Regions from separate parts of the Mus musculus genome. Here regions 1 and 2 are each linked to region 3. A link is a contact called in public HiChIP or PLAC-seq data. All regions are on one chromosome and are shown on one strand. Each heading gives the region's core, a stretch centred on a gene start, on an enhancer-like site or on the middle of the called end of the contact. The rest is flanking DNA. Distances are from core to core; before and after follow the strand shown. Region 1 has its middle 17 kb from the start of Gm46547. Region 2 overlaps Gsk3b (glycogen synthase kinase 3 beta). Region 3 holds the start of Lrrc58 (leucine rich repeat containing 58).

What was found. HiChIP or PLAC-seq counts read pairs in DNA pulled down with a chosen protein or histone mark.
Region 1: an H3K27ac HiChIP or PLAC-seq map of heart atrium shows a contact between it and region 3, with 7 read pairs. The contact joins the enhancer-like site here to the promoter of Lrrc58 in region 3. A contact is called at or near these places in 2 of 484 Hi-C or Micro-C datasets (adipose-derived mesenchymal stem cells and muscle stem cells), 5 of 115 datasets of contacts at active chromatin or transcription factors (bone marrow-derived macrophages, craniofacial prominence, embryonic stem cells and 1 more) and 3 of 9 other capture datasets (adipose tissue, liver and pancreatic islet).
Region 2: an H3K4me3 HiChIP or PLAC-seq map of bone marrow-derived macrophages shows a contact between it and region 3, with 2.5 times the contacts expected there. The contact joins the enhancer-like site here to the promoter of Lrrc58 in region 3. A contact is called at or near these places in 3 of 39 promoter capture datasets (the HPC-7 cell line, cranial neural crest and hippocampal neurons), 28 of 484 Hi-C or Micro-C datasets (CD8 T cells, the G1E-ER4 cell line, LSK cells and 22 more), 14 of 115 datasets of contacts at active chromatin or transcription factors (CD8 T cells, astrocytes, bone marrow-derived macrophages and 11 more) and 3 of 9 other capture datasets (adipose tissue, liver and pancreatic islet).

What each region holds. Positions count from the first base shown.
Region 1 is chr16:37,730,029-37,734,512 of GRCm38.p6, forward strand. No RefSeq gene overlaps it. Among named protein-coding and RNA genes, the nearest start is that of Gm46547, 17 kb to the left of the region's middle. Within about 2 kb of position 2,598, at least 81 of the 459 cell types and tissues checked have an H3K27ac peak or open chromatin away from gene starts, as enhancers often do. A contact at or near this core is called in adipose tissue, craniofacial prominence, heart atrium and 1 more, where this site is marked.
Region 2 is chr16:38,109,252-38,113,591 of GRCm38.p6, forward strand. The region is part of intron 1 of Gsk3b (glycogen synthase kinase 3 beta); the gene reads left to right. Among named protein-coding and RNA genes, the nearest start is that of BC031361, 22 kb to the left of the region's middle. Within about 2 kb of position 1,555, at least 34 of the 459 cell types and tissues checked have an H3K27ac peak or open chromatin away from gene starts, as enhancers often do. A contact at or near this core is called in the G1E-ER4 cell line, the HPC-7 cell line, adipose-derived mesenchymal stem cells and 5 more, where this site is marked.
Region 3 is chr16:37,865,332-37,870,000 of GRCm38.p6, forward strand. Lrrc58 (leucine rich repeat containing 58) reads left to right here and starts at 3,069. Exons shown (of 4, transcript NM_177093.3): 1 at 3,069-3,649. The coding sequence starts at 3,165.

The DNA.
Region 1 (4,484 bases), core at 1,348-3,847, 140 kb before region 3:
TGGAACCAAGGGAGTTTATACATCCATAGCAGTAATAAATGGCACAGAGGCACAGATACTTAGAGCTGACAACCCAGGTTGATAATCCTTTTCTCGTTTATGTTCCAGGGAGTCCACCATACTCCTAAACACAGGTTCCTAAACTCAAGAGGATCGGCGGCAGAGAGAGAGAGAGAGAGAGAGAGAGAGAGAGAGAGAGAGAGCTGTCCCCGAGTTTCAGGGTCCAGTAAAGAAAGCCACAAGCGAAGAAGGCTTTGAGTGTGTGGTACTGTGGGGTTCACTGATCAGAAGGGTTCATTCTGTGGGCTCTGTTCTGTTTTGGGGACCCGGAGGGGGGTACAGGGACATAGAATCTGTAACTGACTCTGGAGAAAGGGAGACTTGAGAGATGTGTTGTTCTCATGAACCACTGATGAATAGGCGTGCTGTAAGCCCAGATGGAAAAGAGATGCCAAGAGTGTTAAGAAGCATTTGCGCCTGCCAGCCTTCCTTCCCTTTGCAGGGAGACACATGATATTTCCAGAGGGAACTTTCCAGTCTAATAAGGCTGCCTTTCCCAAACCCATGTGTCAGTCAAATGGATGATGTCTAAACCCGAACTCTCCCACACCTTGGTCTTCTAGTGCATGATTTATCGTTGGAAGGGAGTTCTGCTTTGGGAAAACGCCGCTTGGGTTTATAAGCACCCTGGGACTTGCAGAGTCTTACCTCACCTTCAGTCTCACCAATCCTTGCATTGCTAACACAAACCTACCCCATCAGCAAAGGACAGCACCTCCTAGCGATCCATGGCAGCCAAAGCCAAGAGTTCTTCAGTGTTACTCTTTATAATGGGTCTCGAGCAGTGCTCTGTTCTTATACCCACAGTGGGAGCCTGTGTCCTGCAAGCCATGGACTCTGGATGCAGCAGCCCTGAGTCTAGCAGTCTTGATCACCATCCCATTTGGAGCGACACATGGTGTGTCTTAGGGTTTCTATTGTTGTGATGTAACACTATGACCAAAAGCAACTTGTAGAGAAAAGGGTTTATTTCATCTTACAGCTTCTACTCCATCATCCAGGGAAGTCAGGACAGGAGCTTGGAGGAAGGAACTGAATCAGAAAAACAGAGAATGCTGCTTCCTGGCTTGCACTTCCTGGCTTGCACTTCCTGGCTTGCTCAGCCTGCTTCCTTATAAAATTCAGAACCATCACCAGCAGCAACCTGAGCCCCCCAATATAAGACATTTGCCTACAGGTCAGTCTTGTTGGGGGCGTTTCCTCAGTTGAGGCTCCTGCTTCCCAAATGACTCTTGCTTGTGTTGACATGAAACTAGCTAGCATAGTTTATATTGTAAGTATTCAAGAAAATAGTAGCATTCACTGGTTTTTATCGTTGTAAATGTTTGAATATCTCACAACTGGAAGACAGCAGTACAAAATCGTCTGAACAACCCTACACAAACACACAACTTTTCTTCCTTAGAGACAGTGAAACTGAGGCCAGTTGGGGGGAGACTTAGCCAAACAGAAACAGCAAATGGAGGCAGGGAATAAAGCGTATAGAAAGAGCAGAAACAGTGTAAGCAAATGGTAGTTAAAAAGAGGAAACAATGTAAGCAAATGATTGTTAAAAAGAGGAAACAATGTAAACAAATGATCGTTAAAAAGAGGAAGGGGGATTGGAGAGGCAGTTTAGCTGGCAAGCTGCGTCTCCTATAGCTTGTTTGTACCATACTTTTTGAAATAAATTTTATTTTCTTTTTGGTTGGGATGCTAGGATTGAAGCCAGGGCCTTTGGTGTGCTGAGCACACTCTTTGGTCAGTGAAGTACACACCCAGCACTGTCAAACCTATTAGCAAAGAGCTTTGCACTCGTATAAAGTGTCCTCTGTCGCTTTTCGTGGATGGAGATGTGAAGGGCGAGGACTGAGGTATCCTGGCCCCCCAAAACACCCAGTAAAACAGATTTCCCAGTCCTTTGTTTGCCCTCTGGCCCTTAATTCGCGAAAGCAGTTGCACTGTAATGATATTCTGGGATTGTCCCAGCTCATGAGAACAATTGACAGGAACCAAAGTATGAAACGAGAGAAGAAAGGAACTTTGGAGATTGCTAAAACCAAGCTCCTCAATTTCCCAATAATTCTAGGAACCAGCGCACAGTGCAGGGAGATGAAAAGGTTTTTGCAGACCACAAGGCTGTTCAGGGAAAGCCGAGGCCCAGCACAGATGTTTTGATTTCTAAGCAGCCCACTTCCCAAGAGTCTTCCAGGACAGAGATTTCTTTCTTTGGTTTCTTTCTTCATACTTTACTCAAAGTATGAATTCCAAATGGGTAAAATGTGACCCAAAGCACTGGTTTCTTTATTTTGGAATGTGTGTGTGTGTGTGTGTGTGTGTGTGTGTGTGTGTGTGTGTGTTTTAATTATTCTTTCGATCTGTTAACCGTAAGGAACTGAATTTAGTAAAGTACAGTGGAGCTTTCTATGCACTACTCTAAGTGCAGCTGAAACCAATTAGATGCTAATCAATTTTACTCCATCTGATGCAGAGTGGAAAAAATGTCCCAGAAGTCTCTCCACCCAAGATGTTCTTGGCAACGGGTCTCTTGCTGTAGCCCTCCCAGCTCTCTTAGTCATGTATACTCAGGAAGGAGAGCCAGCCAACTCCCTTCAGACCCCAGCAGAGAACAGAACCCAGACCAGCTTTCTCCCCTGAAATAAAAGTGCTTCTTCGGGAAGAGGGAAAGACTGCAGATTCAAGGCCTATACACATTACAGCTGTGAGAATATCAAGAATTACGGAAGCCCCAGCCCCATTCCACTCTCTGAGGCCACCACAGGATCTTTATTGCTGATCCTCTCATGTCTAGCTCCCCACCCCCCAGCTCTACCCCACTTCCAAGAGAAGCAAGGACCAAAGCAGACTTTCAAATCTGACGACTTATAGGGTTTGGATTGGGGTTCTGCTAGTTATTAAATGTGGTGCTAAACAACTTGTTTAACCACCGTAAGCCTCAATTTATTATAAAATGAAATAATAATAAAAAATCACCTTTAAATATTAAAGGATTTGAGAAACTTCCTGTATTAACTAATAACAATGAATAATGGTGACAACTTGCTTACAAAGTTGATTTCAGAATCTTCATGACAGATGAAACGTAAATACACAAGGTACTGTGTATGTTAATCATCTCTGTTTAATCATTCTACGAGATCTTTGTATTTAAAAATCTTACATTATATACCACATTATGTATTTATAGATAACACTTAAAGTGAATCTGATACATACGGTTAATCAATAGATGATTACATTGTCTCAGTGTTACTCCTTTTAACCACTCACCTATACTGGATGTTCAAGGCACTTCATTCATTTTCCTCTTATCCTGGTTCAAATATGTTACTCTGTGTGTGTGTGTCTGTCTGTCTGTCTATGTCTATCTGTGTCTCTGTCTCTCTGTCTATTCTACAACATGTGTATTAGGGAACCATGAGTCTTCCTGTCTGTTTCCTATGTACAGAATAAGGAACTTATCAGAATTTGATTTATAGAGTAACAGTCAGCTGACACTGAATATAAATTGAACTAAAACTCAAGACAGACTCTGGGGCATCCACAGTTCACTAATTTGCATCACCAGTGTGTCTGTATATATTTTTGAAACAGTCGCTAAGGAGTATACACCTCACAAATGCCTGCGACATCTTTCCACATTCTTAATCCTCATATGGACACAGAGATGAGTGAGCTGTGAGCCACCACCCCTAATCTGTTGCCAGGGAATTGGAAAGAGACAGGTATACCAATTGCTGGCCATCTTGGAGTGTTGAAGTGATTGAAGCAAGTGGTTAGGGTAAGACAGTCCCTTGTTAGAAGCCTAAGCCAGACTGGAACTCACTATATAACCAGGCTAAACTCAAATTCACAGCAATCCTGCCTCTGCCTTCTGGGTGTTTGGTTTACATGTTCATGAAATATTAGACCTATGTTCCCTAGCAACAAGGATACAGTGAAAATACCCGAATGTTATCATTCATGCTGGAGGACTGGTTCAGAAATCCTTAGTCAAATGCAACGGAGGTGCAGGGGAAACAGCTGTCCAGAAAGGACTTGCATGCAAGCATGAAGACGTAAGATTGGCACCCACCAGCACCCATATAAAATGCTAGGTACGAGCCAGAGAGATAGCTTAGCAGTTAGCAGCACTGGATAGTCTTCCAGAGGACATGGGTTCACTTCCTAGCAACCACATGGCAACTAACAAATTGTCTGTAACTTTAGTTCCAGGTGATCCAACACCATCACATAGATATAAATGTAGGCAAAACACCAAAGCACATAAAAAGAAATAAATCATTTTTCAAAAAGAAAGAAAGAAAAGCTGGGTATAGTAACATGTACTTGAACTTCCAGTGCTGGAAAATGGGAGACAAGAAGATCTCTGTGGCTTGCTGGCCAGTCAGCCTAGATTAACTGGTGAGACCCATGTTCTACTG
Region 2 (4,340 bases), core at 305-2,804, 240 kb after region 3:
TATATGTATATTTATACACACACATATATCTATATCTATCTATCTATGCCTTATTAGAGTGGATTACAGGGTGTGGTCCAGCTAGTCTAGTCTAACAATGGCTGTCTAAGAATCCACTTGTTTAGTCCATGAGGCTGGATATCTCAACTAGTCTTCAGTACACAGTGGAATCCTGAAGTAGGCTGTAATGCCAGTGAAAAATGGACTTGTGAGCCAGAGTGAGAGCAAGCAGGCAAAGAAAGCCACCTTGCATTTTCTGTGTACTTTGTATAAGCGGTAAGCGGGAGGTGTGGGCCAGATTAAGGTGGATTTTCCCACCTCAGAAGATTCAGGTTAAAAGTGGATCTTCCCATTTAATTCAGGGAAAAAAAAATCCTAACAAGTATACCCAGCCACTTGAGTTTCAGTTAATTCCAGATGTAGTCAAGGTGACAACAAGAATAACCTTCACATGTAGATAGGCTTTTTTTTTTTTTTTTTTTTTAAATCTTGCTGTCAATGTTTTTCTGAGACTTATAAGCCCTCGATGGGCTGAAACTCACTATGTAGACTTTGCTGGCCTTGAACTCCCAGAGATCCATCTGCTTCTGCCTGCTCTGTGCTGGGATATGTGTATGCTACCACACCAGGCTGTCAGTGTTTTCCAAGTCATATTTCAAATTTTTAAGATTTTATTTTTATGTATGTGAGTGTTTTACATACATATATGTATGTGTACCATGTGCATGCCTCGTACCTGTGTAGATTAGAAGGTGTCAGATCCTCTGGAACTGGAGTTATGGATGCTTGTGGTTTCTAGGGGTCAAACTCCGGTCCTCTGTAAGAGCGCCTACCTGCTGAGCCATCTCGTCAGCCCATTAAATGTATTCTTTAAAAAGTCATACAGTAGACAATGCGTGTTGATCATACCTATCCACCACCATCTCCCTGCAACTCACCTTAATGCCTCTCTGCCCTGCCTCCCTCCCCACTCCATGCTCTGCTTTTGTTGTTAATCCCAGAGTCCAGTTAGTGCCTCCCTGTGCATGTGGGCATGGCACACGCACTGGGTCATGAGCAAACTGCCGACGACCATGCAAGAGGAGAGTGACTGCACCTCTCGCTGTCCTTCAGTCGCCAACAGCTTCTCTGCTGATGTTGCTGTCAGCTTTTAGGGATACTTCCTCACTCCCATTTTGAATTCTGTTTTATAATTGTAAAATATCTACATAATTCCAAACCCCAACCTACATGTGTGAGGGAAAGGAAAATCTTACAGCCTTTCACTGAATCAATTAAGAATAGGCATATGTACACATACTCATCTTATCTTAGAAGAAAGCTCGGCTTACTGTTCATATCTTACATTTTTATTTTACTTGAAAAATGTTCAAGGTCATTCATGGTGGCACATGGCATACTTTCCTTTAAAATTTATTTTCCTTCCTTCCTCCCTTCCTTTCTTTTCTTCCTTCCTTCCAGCCATCCATCCGTGTGTGGGCACATGCTGTGCTGTAGTTTGAGTGTGAGGTCAACAGCTTCCTGAAGTCATTCTCTCCTCCCACGTGGCCGTGGAAGTGTGCAGTTAGTCATCAGGTCTGGTGGCAAATGCCTTTACCGTCCCTGCTGACCATCTTTTTGTATCTGTACTGACTCATGATTTTTTTTCAGCATATAGTTTAATACTTATTAATACTGGGGTTTTGTATAAATTCTAAATGTTGGAGTATTTTATTTTTGTTTTTATCATGAAGTTGTTTTATTTACCATACAGTCTCAGAACAGTAGAGGTGTACATAGTAAAATATGTACAGTTTAAAATATCCTGACTCTGGTTTGTGCAAGTCTCTCAATTTCTTGACTTTCATCTTTGAAGCTTGACGTAGTTAAGTTCAAGACATTTTCCTTTTCCTTTTTTTTTTTTTTTTTTTGATTTTCGAGACAGGGTTTCTCTGTATAGCCCTGGCTGTCCTGGAACTCACTCTGTAGACCAGGCTGGCCTTGAACTCAGAAATCCGCCTGCCTCTGCCTCCCAAGTGCTGGGATTAAAGGTGTTCAAGACATTTTCCTAACAGTTACACATTACAAAGTGATTTTTAAATAAAATACACTGTTCTATCATCTGTAACTCCATGGTTTCTTTCTATCTGTAGATATGTAGACAATGAGCCATTGTCCTTGGCTGAATTTTTTTTCATGTGACATCAGTAATATTAGTTTTTTGAAAACAATGAAGACTTTCAATAGTGATTTTGAGACTTTTTCTTGCCATTAATATTATATGTATTATATATACTCCCTACATTTTCTATACTTGTTTCAAAATCCATAAAATTACATATATATTACTACAGTCCTCTCTATTTTTCCTATAGATTTAAGCTTAATTTTCTAAATAAGTTGGCACAAATTTCATTTATTAATAGTAAAAGTAAATTTGATAAAGTGGGATCCTTTATACCATGAAAATTGAACATAAGTTTCTGAAAATAGAGAAAAGACTTTGCCTTTCTTCTCTGTCCCCTAGTGCCAAGGACAGCAGCTGACTCTACACCTTTCATTCTCTGTGTTTATGTTTGCCTTGAAAGTTAATGTTGGATCATAGACTTTTCTCCATGCTAGTGCTAACTTACTTTATTCTTAGATTTACTTAATTTTATGTGTATGAGTATTTATTTACCTACATATATGCATGTGTTCCATGTCCCTGTCTGGTCCCAAAGAGATCAGAATGGGATCCTCTGAAACTAGATTTACAGACAGTTGTTACCTGTCACCTGGGTGCTGGAAACTGAGTCCTAATCCTATGTAAGGCGGCCAGTCCTGCTCACCACCGGTGGGTGGCTCCTCAGCCCACTCTCAGCCTTTATTTAGGGAGGAGGGGCTTGAGACAGGGTTTCTCTGTGTAGCCCTCACTGTCCTGAAACTCACTCTATAGCCCAGGCTGGCTCTGGACTCACAGAGATCCACTGCCTCTGCCTCCTGAGTGCTGGGGTTAAAGGCTTGCACCACTATGCCCGGCTTCACTTTCATCTTTTAAATGAACAAGCTGTTGGAAATACTTTTCCTTGGACGTTTGTTTACCTTTTGCCTCTGGCATTGGCATGTTTAATTTGTTTTCATGTGTTAGTGGAAGATGCTAAATTTAAGAGTTGATGGACTGAGAGTGGGTCTCTGTGGATTCTTGAAGGAAGCATATTTTTATAGCACGTTACTATGTAATATATTTTTAAATTTATGTACTTATGGTTGAATATTGGAACAATGAACTTAAGTACTTTTTGTAGGCAGTTTATACAAGCCTCCTTGGATAAACAGTCAATGCGTGAAACAGTGTTCAGTTTAGTACAGAATTAAGGAGGATAAAAATAAAGTGAGAGAAAATGAACAATTCGTCTCTCTCAAATTGTCACTTTGTGACAGAGTTGCTAAAGTAAAAAAATTTTTTTTCTGGAGGACAGTTTTGGGATTTCAGAAATTAATACGTAGCCAGTTTTATTTTAAGGAGAAAAGTTAGAAGTGTTCCTCGACTTAGATGCTTATTCAAACTTTAGTCCTAGCACAGATAGGCAGTGCATTCTCTGTCCCAGACCTTGTGGTCCTGTCATCCTTCAACAATCCTGTGATACATTTTCACAGGAGAAAGACACGAGACTGTAGGAGAACACTTATCATGGAATGAAGTTCCTAATGGTGAATGAAAGCAGTTTTACTAAGGAGTATGTGTCATGGGTCCCACTGACTGCAACAAAATCTACAAGATAACCCATTAGACCATAGTCTAGCTTGTAGCTCATGCCCTAGGTAGCTTGAACTGTCAACTTGACATAGCCCAGAGTAATCAAGGAAAAACTTGATTAAGAAACTGTGCAGAGCATAAGGGCATGTCTGTGGGGCATTGTCTTGATTGGTAGTTGATTTAGGAGCTATAGAGTGCTGGCCCACTGTGGGAGGTATCTTAGGGCAGGTGGTCCTGGGCAGTATAAGAAAGCCAGCAGAATGCAGCAAGGACTGTGCCTCTGTGGTTTCTTAAAGTTCCTGCAGCAGAAAGGAAACTAGAACAAGTAGTCCTATTTTTTTCTCTTTATTATCTTCGTTTTCCTTTTTTGTTTTTGCACAGTGAGGACTTATTGTCTTAAGAAACCTGATAAAAAGGTCCTCCCCTCCCCTTTTTGTAGAAAGGATTCACTTAAGGATTCCTGGAGGTAGTAGATCTCAAAGCACCCTTAAAATAGAACTCCCTTAGTAACGATTTAAATCTCCGAGAAAGTCTGGTGAGTATATAAAATAGGAATTAAAGTAAAGCTTACTTGTATATTCTTTGCTTTCTGCTGGGTCTGTCTTTTGTTTAATTTGATAAT
Region 3 (4,669 bases), core at 1,819-4,318:
GTGGTGTAGTATGTGTGTGTGTGTGTGTGTGTGTGTGTGTGGTGTGGTGTGTGTGTGGTGTGGTGTAGTGTGTGTGTGTGTGTGTGGTGTGGTGTGTGTGTGTGGTGTGATGTGGTATGTGTGTGTGTGGTGTGGTGTAGTATGTGTGTGTGTGTGTGTGTATGTGTGTGTGTGTGTGTGTGGTGTGGTGTGTGTGTGTGGTGTGGTGTAGTGTGTGTGTGTGTGTGTGTGTATGTGTGTGTGTGTGTGTGTGGTGTGGTGTGTGTGTGTGGTGTGGTGTAGTGTGTGTGTGTGTGTGTGTGTGTGTATGTGTGTGTGTGTGGTGTGGTGTGTGTGTGGTGTGGTGTGGTATGTGTGTGTGTGGTGTGGTGTAGTGTGTGTGTGTGTGTGTGTGTGTGTGTGTGTGTGTGTGTGTGGTGTGTACGTGTGTGTGTGTGTGTGTGTGTGGTGTGGTGTGTGTGTGGTGTGGTGTAGTGTGTGTGTGTGTGTGTGTGTGTGTGTGTGTGTGTGTGGTGTGTACGTGTGTTGTGGTATGTGTGTGTATGTGCAGAAAAGGGACTGAGTGGAAGGAAGAAGGGGTTGGTTTGACAGGAAGGGGTAAGGAGAAGAGAACAAACACTGCATCCTCATATGCAGGACGTCTGTGTACATAATATGAAAGCAGGTCTGGCGGGAAGGGCTGGGTGGCAAGGGAGAGTGAGGGTGGATTGAAGAGGCAAAGCCACAATGATACGCATGTATAAGCAAGCTGTGAAGAACCACGTGACTTATTACACTTGCATAAAAAGTAATTATAGCCGGGCGTGGTGGCGCACACCTTTAATCCCAGCACTAGGGAGGCAGAGGCAGGCGGATTTCTAAGTTCAAAGCCAGCCTGGTCTACAGAGTGAGTTCCAGGACAGCCAGGGCTACACAGAGAAACCCTGTCTCCAAAAACCACACATTAAAAAAAATTTAATTATAAACAAATCGTGCCTGCAGTGAATGGTAGGGAGTTGAATATAAGGGCATGCACTAAAAAATGAAAATGAAGAGCTTTTCTTTACATGGGAGCCCATTCTGGTTGAGGAGATACACTGTTTACGTTGATATTGATCGTTTTCTTGTTATAGCTTCAAAAATAATACCATGTTCAACTTTTACAAGACAGTTTCTGTTCGACGATCTGCTTCCATCTAGCCTAAATTCAACAAACAGATATCGATAGCACAAATCTTTATTAAAATAGGTCATACTACAGCTCTTCAAGCAGTAGACTCTAAATTTTGTCAGTTTGCCCATTTCTTTGCTACAGCTCCATTTTCTACCCTCTTTCCTTCACTGTTTATTTAAAAAGGAGTTTCTGCCCCACTTAGGACTTTCTGCATAGCTTCAGATTCTATTATTGAGATCATCTTTCCCCTACTACCTGATGTTTACACAGGCTAGCTCTTTTTCTCAATCATGTTTTGTTTTTTTCCCTCGTTTGACATTGCTACTGCTTGTTGTTTTACCAAGAGTACACATTTTTAAAGCATTAAGTATTCTTGATCACAGTAGGGCTTCTTCTAGAATATTAGGTTGATCTGAAATAAGGTCCATTTTAAAAAAGGAACTTCCAAATCAGATGTCTTCAAGACACTTGCAGATTTTATTTTATTTTTTAGACATGGTTTCTTTTTTTTTGTTACCCTGACAGTCCTAAAACTATGTAGATCAGGCTGGTACTCACAGAGACACTCCCACCTCTGCCTCCTGAATGTTGGGATTAAAAGCAGGTACTACTATGTCTGGCACATATTTTTTAAATTCCACTCATAGATTGTTTAAACTAACAAACATGACAACTCAATCATAAAGCTTAGCTGTGAAGTAGCATGAAGTCTCTCATCTGCACAACTGAGTAGATGAGGTTATGATTTTTAGGAAAAAAAGCAATTTAATCCCACTGGTTATCACATAACCTTTTAACTTTCTTGTATTTAAGCTCGGTAAGAAACTAAGCTTTTCTCTTATTTCCACTAATGACTTTAAAATTACAAAACGAAATCTCAGAAAAGATTGACATTGAAATGGGATCAGGATGAAAATAAATCTACTGGAATTAGTGAATTAGAGCTAGAGTCAAGACTTTCCCAGTTAAATTCTATCTAGTTCTCACTTGCAGAGTGCTTTGAACGCTTTCTCCATCTGAGCTCAGTGTAAGCTAGATCTAATAAAGGGGGCTCCTATATCCAACTCCCAAGCGCATTCCCATGCCCAAGGGACCAAAGCCCACAGGAGTGATTCTGTGATTGACGTGGACAAAGTTCTTATTGGACACACAATACTTTTACAATGGTGCTTTTTGTTGTTGTTTTGGGGTTTGTTTTTTTTCCAAACAAGGTTTCACTGTATAGCTGTGGCTGTCTTGGCTCGCTCGCGTTAGACAATGCTTTAAGAAACAACAGGCAATCAGGGAAGGGAAGGTCTTCAAGCATGCTTTCCAGCTGGGGCGACAGCCATCTCCGACTTTGGCTTTAGCTTCGAAGAGGCCTTTGTTCTTCACCGTGTAGCCCTGGCTAGCCTGGGCTATGTAGGTCAGGCGGGCCTCAGACTCAGTACGGCTGCCTCTGCATTTCAGAGCGGGGACGAGAGGCGTGGGGCCACCAAGCACGTTCTCCTGAAGACATTAAATTCTCAGGCTACGTCCCCGTCATGGCTACTCTCTCTGGATCCCGCAAAAATGGGGGGGCCCCGGCCTCAAGTGAGAACAAAGGAGGCGGCGCCCCGTGACGCGCAGGCCCCCGGGCGGGATCAACAGCCCCGGAGCTGTTTACTCTGGCGGCCAAGGCCACCACCGGGTGCCACACTATAAAGGGCGAGCTGCCCGCTCCGGGGAGCCTCAGGCCTCCGGCTCGCCCACCGAGCCCCGCGACGCCCGGGCGAGCACAGCTCCCTCACACGGTTCCCGGGAGCGCCAGGCCTCGGCTCCTGCGCAGCGGACGCCGCGCCGTGCGCCACGTGAGGCGGAGCCCGGCCCCCGGAGCGGCGCGCGCACCCGGCGCCGACCATCGCGTGACTCGGAGGGCGCGCGGGGGTGAGCGCCCGGGCCGTACCGGGCCGCGCCGCGCCACTTCCGACGCGGCGCTCGCTTTAGGTTCCGGGGCGCGCCGCCTCGGCTCGCGGGCCCGGGATCCGGCGGGATGGAGGAGGCCGCGCTCGGGGAGGCCGAACTCAACTGGTCCCGCCTCAGCGTGTCGGCCGAGGCGTTGGAGTCGGAGCTGGAGGCGCGCGCCGAGGAGCGGCGCGGCGCGCGCGAGGCTCTCCTGCGGCTGCTGCTGCCCTACAACCGCCTGACGTCGCTGCCGCGGGCGTTGGGCGGCGGCTTCCCGCACCTCCAGCTCCTGGACGTGAGCGGCAACTCGCTCACGGCGCTGGGGCCCGAGCTGCTGACGCTGAGCGGCCTGCGCACGCTGCTGGCCAGGAACAACCGGCTCGGCGGCCCGGGCTCGCTGCCCAAGGGCCTGGCCCAGTCGCCGCTCTGCCGCAGCCTCCAAGTGCTCAACCTCAGCGGCAACTGCTTCCAGGAGCTGCCCGCCTCGCTGCTGGAGCTGCGCGCCCTTCAGACCCTCAGCCTGGGCGGCAACCAGCTGCAGAGCATCCCCGCCGAGATCGAGAACTTGCGGAGGTGAGCGGCGGCGAGTCCCGGGGGTGGGGAGCGGGGCGGTGGCCCGAGCTCCGTGGCACCGGGTTGGAGGGGGAGGGGGACTAGGCGAGCCATTGTCACCCGTAGCGTCTGACCAAGGGTGGGTGGGTGGGTGGTAGCCTTTGGGTTGTGTTTGGCCTGCCGCAGGTCTTCGACGCCCCCCGCGCCCCCCAATGAACTCTGGAATTCATTGTGGAGACCATGCTAACCTCAAGCTCACAGAGCTCCGCCTGCCTCTACCTCCCAAATCTGGGGCTAAAAGACATGCGCCACTAAGCCGGACTTCGCCTTCTTTCTTGAGTCTAGACAGGGAGTCAAAAGGGCTCCCGTTAACAGAGGTTGGCGATTTCTTACTGGTTAAGTCTTCCGAGACTTTCCATGCGTTTGCATCAAAGTGGCATTTAACGTGGCGTAGGAGGTGCTGACCTACTTCCTTGGTTTTTATTTCCAGTTCCCCTCTTTTCCCGATACCCAAAGTACCATTTGTGGAGTCAGTGAGCCTTGCACACACACACACACCCAGAAAGGCAGCTTCACTAAATTGTGGGGTTGGGGTTGGGTACAAAAAAAAAAAACAAAAAAACCCAAAAACAACAACAACAAAAAAAAACCACGCTGCGCTTCCTTTGACCCTGAGGAACTATTCACATTTCAAAATTTTATCTTAGGAGTCTTTTCTGTAATTCTAAAAAAAAAAAAAAAAAAAAAAAAAAAAAAAAAAAAAACTGTTCCCAGGACAATTAGAGCCAAATTACTTCCTCTGTGTGTCACACATCATACCATTGTATCTGTGTTACTGTATGTTACTGAATGTGATTCCTTCTTTACAGGAACTGTCTGTCCTATCTCCTAGTGGCTTAGTCAGTAGTGTACTGGAGTGAGGAGGTGCAGAGAGGATAATAGAAGTGCTCTAATGTGCCCTGCAGGGGAGTCAAAGCAAAACAAGAAAGCATCTTCCACTTGTTAAATATTTTTCCTCTCTTTTAATTGGTTAGCCAAGAT